Linked DNA regions of Sus scrofa: region 1 is linked to region 2. The links are chromatin contacts, called in public HiChIP or PLAC-seq maps. All regions are on one chromosome and are shown on one strand. The core of a region is the stretch at or near the end of the contact, and the rest is flanking DNA. Distances in the headings are between cores, read along the strand shown.

What was found. HiChIP or PLAC-seq counts read pairs in DNA pulled down with a chosen protein or histone mark.
Region 1: an H3K27ac HiChIP or PLAC-seq map of skeletal muscle shows a contact between it and region 2, with 2.6 times the contacts expected there. The contact joins two enhancer-like sites. A contact is called at or near these places in 3 of 47 Hi-C or Micro-C datasets (embryonic fibroblasts, fibroblasts and heart right ventricle) and 1 of 2 datasets of contacts at active chromatin or transcription factors (skeletal muscle).

Annotation. Positions count from the first base shown.
Region 1 is chr2:46,985,656-46,988,724 of Sscrofa11.1, forward strand. The region is part of intron 2 of PARVA (alpha-parvin); the gene reads right to left. Among named protein-coding and RNA genes, the nearest start is that of PARVA, 41 kb to the right of the region's middle. Within about 2 kb of position 1,251, at least 16 of the 83 cell types and tissues checked have an H3K27ac peak or open chromatin away from gene starts, as enhancers often do. A contact at or near this core is called in embryonic fibroblasts, where this site is marked.
Region 2 is chr2:46,809,179-46,812,079 of Sscrofa11.1, forward strand. No RefSeq gene overlaps it. Among named protein-coding and RNA genes, the nearest start is that of TEAD1, 140 kb to the left of the region's middle. Within about 2 kb of position 1,258, at least 18 of the 83 cell types and tissues checked have an H3K27ac peak or open chromatin away from gene starts, as enhancers often do. A contact at or near this core is called in embryonic fibroblasts, where this site is marked.

The DNA.
Region 1 (3,069 bases), core at 1-2,500, 180 kb after region 2:
CCTTGCATATATTATCTTACTTAATTGCAGTTAATGGCCAAAGAGGCAGGCACTGTGAATAAAAACAGACCACGTTTTTCACTGCCAAAATCCTCTAGTGGTTTCCCATATGTTTTAGGGAAAAACTCAGTCTTCTGATGGTCCTGTGGGACTCTGCAGCATCCAGTCTTGGCCTGGCTCCCAGCCCCAGCACCAGCCTCCCCTCGACCTCCATGCTTCAACCACATGGGCCTCCTTTCGATTTCATAAACTTCTGTGGCTGCACCTGCTAGCCCTTCTTTTTTGCAAAGTTCATCCCCAAGATTTTCACATAGTTGGCCCTGCCTTATTATGCAGATCTCTATTCTATTCACTGCCATATCCCCAGCTCCTCAAATAGGGCTTAGCACATCATACCTGTTTATAAACAAACACATCTGAGTTATATCAGGGAAGAAATGAGATGACATGGCCAAGTTCACAGAGCTAGTCAGCTAGGATGTGAATTCAGCGCACATCCTATACCCCAGACTCTTAAGGAACTAGCCCCTGAGCTCCCCACCAGAGACCCATGATCTAGCTGGGAAAACACTGGGTCCATCTCTTAAGCTGTCCCCTGCTCACTGGAGCGCAGTGAAACAGTGACATGGCCTGCTGACCAGGTCACCACATCCCAACCAATCAGCGAGCCTAACTGAGTACAGTCTGCACGCTTGGCTGGGAAGGCTGCGAGACAAGAAGAGGATATGGTCACTGCAAACCAAGAATTCCTAATCAAGTGGAGGAAATCAATCCAAAACATGAAACCAGCAGATGCACCAGGAGGCATGTGATCCAGGGTTCACCGCTCTAACAGGAAGGGCAGCAGGGCCAGATGTGTGAGAGTGCCATGGGGGCCGCAGTAGCTGGGCTGAGCCAGCAGGGCCGGGGCAGGTGGGCAGGGGTGGGAGACTGGGGAACACACAAGCAAAGGTACAGACCCCAGTACTGGCGGGACCTGTATGAAGATAATCAGCAGATGACCATCAGCATGTTAGGAAGCAGAGGAATATCAAGTCAAGTTAGAACCAGACTCTGGAGGCCTTAAAAGCTGGACTGAGGAACCTATGCCATATCTTTTAAAAGGACGGAGAGTCCTGCCAGATCCTGAGTCAGGGAGAAGCCTGTGTTTTAGGAAGACTTGTTTTAGAAGTGGAAGCAACGTGGAACGGATGTTACGAAAACCTGTTCTCTACCAGGCGGAGCTGATGCCAAAAAGACCTTGGATCACAAAATACCTCCAGATGGCAAAGCCAACTCTGGGGCCCAGTTCCCCTGAGCTAAGCATCACCCTCATGCTAAGGCCCTTCAAGTGGGTGACAACCCAATATCTTCTGGCCATGAGCACGCCAAATTGCTTTCCTCTGCGGTGGGGGTCATATGGGCAGCTGGAAACACATGGAAGGGTATAAGAAGCCATTAGGAGAAGAAAACAATAAAAAACTGTAACCTGTAACTGAAACCTGAGCAATCCCCTCTCCTCCCAACCCCTAGAGTGAATATTTCGAGTTTTCAGATTTCAGAAGACAAACTGAAACGCTGGCTGGGAAGAATTTGTGATTCACCGGGCATGTTTTAAATGAAAGTTTTAAAAATATCCTTTCATGGTTTATCTCCTCTATGCTTCAACGCCAAAGAATAAATCTCTACTTTGATGGCCTCTCCCCAGGACCCGTTTCATCTACAATGCCTGCAATAAAAAACTACACTTATACACTCCTTTTTCCTGAAGACATCCAAGGCAGAATTGAGGCTTCAGAAAGAAACCTTTTTAAAAAAGAAAAAAACATATGGTTCTAACTTCCAAAGGAATTGATTTTTCCATATTCTAATGATCAGATATACATCTTTTAAACATTGGACTTTTCATTCCACTTTGCTGTCATTTCTGGGGAACTTAAACAGATGTCATCATGTTTTTCTATGGGTGACAGCAACAGCAGCCCTGCGATGCCATGATTGTAACGTGTAACAGGGGAGGCCACTGAGTCATGGATTCCAAAGACTGAAATCCCCATGAAGCTAACCACACTCAAGAACTCTTTTAAAATTCCCTGCAGGGCCTCTGAAGAACCAAACACATCAGCAATGAACCAGCAAAACAGCAACCATCAGGAGAGCATTATAACAACACCGTCGATATTGGAAGACTTTGAACTGGATGAGAAGTTAAGTTTTGATTTCAGACTGGACTAGATCTTCGTACCAACAGGTGAGTCATAAGAACCTAAATGTTGGGAGTCTCCATTGTGGCTCAGTGGGTTAAGGACACGACATTGTCCCTTTGAGGATTCAGGTTTGATCTCTGGCCTCACTCAGTGGGTTAAGGATCTGGTGGTGCTGCAAGCTGCAGTGTAGGTTGCAGATGTGGCTTGGATCCAGTGTTGATGAGGCTGTGGTTGCAAGCCCCAGCTGCAGCTCTGCTTCCACTGCTCGCCCAGGAACTTCCATGTGCCATGGGTGCAGCCATAAAAAAAAGAAGATGAACCTAAATGTCCTTATAGCGGGAAGAGACCAGAAAGTCATGCAATCCACCCAAGACGTCACAGAGCATGTTTTAAGTCAGTGCTTGGGCGGAGGTGGAGGGGGGGGTGTTCCTGATTAAATTCCAGTGGAAGTCGGACTATTCAATGAATGTGTTATAGAATCAAAATCACAAGAACAATAGCATATTATTTTTTGGCTAGCGAATTAAAAAGATGAAAGACAGGGAGTTCCTGTCGTGACGCAGTGGTTAACGAATCCGACTAGGAACCATGAGGTTGCGGGTTCCATCCCTGCCCTTGCTCAGTGGGTTAAGGATCCGGCGTTGCTGTGAGCTGTGGTGTAGGTCGCAGACACGGCTCGGATCCTGCGTTGCTGTGGCTCTGGCGTAGGCCGGTGGCCACAGCTCCGATTAGACCCCTAGCCTGGGAACCTCCATATGCCACGGGAGCAGCCCTAGAAATGGCAAAAAGACAAAAAAAAAAAAAAAAAAAAAAGATGAAAGACAAAATACTGCACAGTTTTGAGGAGAGTGAATGGAAACAAGCATCTCTACATACTTCTGGT
Region 2 (2,901 bases), core at 8-2,507:
TAAGGTTTTGGCGCCCTGTGGTACCAAAAGCCAGGATGCTATTTCCCTCCCTAGAAACTGCTGTTTCTCCCTGCCAGAGTCCCTTCTTTGTAATCTTTAGCCTAGCTTGCTGGCCTTGGGAGAGACTGAGAATTTTGCCTTCAAGGACATTAATTAGGTAGGGCCCAGGCAATGAAGCCAGGGACCTACGGGCTTATCTTTGTGCCTTTGCAGAGGAACTGGAAAGGTGTCTTTTGCAAACCCTGGAGATAAGATGGAACAGAGAGAAAAAATAAATAAATAAACACCATAGCTCTGAATGTCTCCATTCTCTCCACATCCTAGCCTGTTGGCCCCGGAATTAAAAAAAAAAAAAAAAAAAGTCTTATCTTAACACCCCAACTTACTACAGAGAACTCTTCTCAAGTGCTTACCACTCCCTGGGACGAATGCCACCAAGTGGGGCAGAGAATTGGAGCACAAGGCCCCCTCCTCAGGATGGGGAGCCTTTCTCAGAATGATGGGTGCAGGAAATGTCGCCGGGACATGCAGAAGTCTCTGAATACACAGCTCTGGGCTCAAGCTTCCTTTTTGTGGTGAGGTAAGACATTTTCTGATGAGCTACCATTTGGGGGAAAACATGAATATCATAGTTTCTATTTTTTTTTTTTTTTTGTCTTTTTGCCTTTTCTAGGGCCGTACCCTCGCACATGGAGGTTCCCAGGCTAGGGGTTCAATCAGAGCTGCAGACCCCGGCCTATGCCACAGCCACAGCAATGCGGGATCCGAGCCTCATCTGCAACCTACACCACAGCTCACGGCAATGCTGGATCCTTAACCCACTGAGCAAGGCCAGGGATCAAACCCGAGTCCTCATGGGTAACTGGTCGGATTTGTTATTGCTAGGATGCCACGGGAGCTCCCTAGAGTATGTTTGAAATGATACAAGGATGCATTTGAGGAAAATGACAATGCACTGGGTTTGAGTCCCTTTCTTGGAGGTGGACAGAGACCCTGTGTGTGGAGGCGAGAGAAGGTGAGGAAGCGGGGCTTGGGCACATTGCCCCCAGGTCATTTTCTTGAGTGTGATGAGGGAAAGAGGAATGAGGATACAGATCCGCTGAAGAAGTGGGACTCCTTGATGAAATTCTTTTAACGAGCTCTCAGCTGCAGCGATGCGGGAAGTGGCCCTGGCGGTTCAACGCCTGGGCGGCTGTAGGAAGTAGCGGTACCATTCGATTTCTGTCTGCGTGGACTCGAGCAAGGACGGAGTCTGCGTGGACTCGAGCAAGGACGGAGATGTCACTGGTCCTCTGCAAAGCATCCTCTGCCAGTGGGCGCTGCAGGCATTTTTCTGAGACTTCGGATCATTTGCAGTTTGCCCCACAACTCCCACACGTTTGCCTCTTCGTGTCCCAAAGCCCTCCCTGCTGCAACGTTCCCATAGGAATGTGGATGTCTGCCAAGCGACCTCATGAGCATTCCATTCATCTCCTTGGCTGGGAGGCAGCAAGGAAGCCAACTTGGCTGATATTTAACTGTTTGGGTCCCACATTCACCCTGAAATGAATGGCCGAGCTTGTTGGAATTTTCCAACCCGCACGAGGAAAAACAGAAGATAGAAACAAAAGAGACATACCTATTTATTCGCATAATCCCATCTGCCAGGCAGTTATTATTAAAAGTAACCTAATGAAAAGCACATTCTCTGGTTCTCCTTGTTGTGAAATCATCTTCCACCAGAAAGGCATTTTCAAGTAATGAGGCTTTTGTGAGGTGTGAGCAAACACAATGTGACTATTTTATTTTTATTTTTTATTTTTTTTAGCAAACACAGCAGAGCAGAGCCATCCAAGTGAAGGTTGTTGTTGTCTTCCAAGTAACCTCAGAGGGATATTATCCTGCGATCCTGAGATGCTCAAACATGTGTAAAATTCCTTTTAGGGAATTTCTTGTGGAGTCTCGCTGTCACCGTTTTGCTTTCTGTTTGTCATTCATTCAGCATGTATTAGACACCTCCTATGGGCCAAGCATTCTGCCAGGCCCTGGGGATGGGAGTGAGGAGGGAGATATAGTTGCACTGAGTGATCGTAGGAGGCCCCCAGGGCCCGGTGGAAAAAGTTAGCTCCAGCTAGGTTTGAATCCCAGTTTTGCCTTGTGTGGGTTGTGTAACCTCAGGCATCTTTTAAAAACTCCTTGAGTCATAGTGTTCTCATTTCTAAAATAAAGATGGTAAAATCTACTTTGTAGGGCTGCTCTGAGGAGAAAAATCAGATAAAACGTGTTGCAAAGAGCCTTAATATTGAGGCTAATGCAGGTTAAGTGCTCAGCAAATGAGAACTCTGGTGATTATAATTTTTTGAATTATATAGCTAGTTCGATCACCATGTTTTGGACTAGATGCCAAAGGTACTTTCAGAAAATAATCAATCCTTTTCTTAGTGTGTGTATGGGTAATACAAAGAACAAAATGCAAAGTGTATAAGGGTTAGATGATGAAGACAAAACGTCCTCCTTCTCTTGCTCCTCTGCCACTAGTCTTCCTCCCCAGAGATAACCAGTACCGCCAGGATCTATTTCAGCTATTTCAAGACTTGTTGTTCTTTCTTACTATATCACTCCTTTTTAAAATGATTATTTGGCATTCCATGGACTGGATGCATCATAATTGATTTAGCCAGTCCTCTATCGATGAACTTTTTTTTTTTTTTTTTTTTTTTGTCTTTGTCTTTTTAGAGCCACACCTGCAGCATTTGGAAGTTCCCAGGCTAGGGGTCAAATCGGAGCTATAGCTGTCAGCCTACACCACAGCCACAACAGCTCAGACTCCAAACCGCGTCTGCAACCTATACCACAGCTCATGGCAACACCAGATCCTTTACCCACAGAGCAAGGCCAGGGATCAAACTCACGTCCTCATGG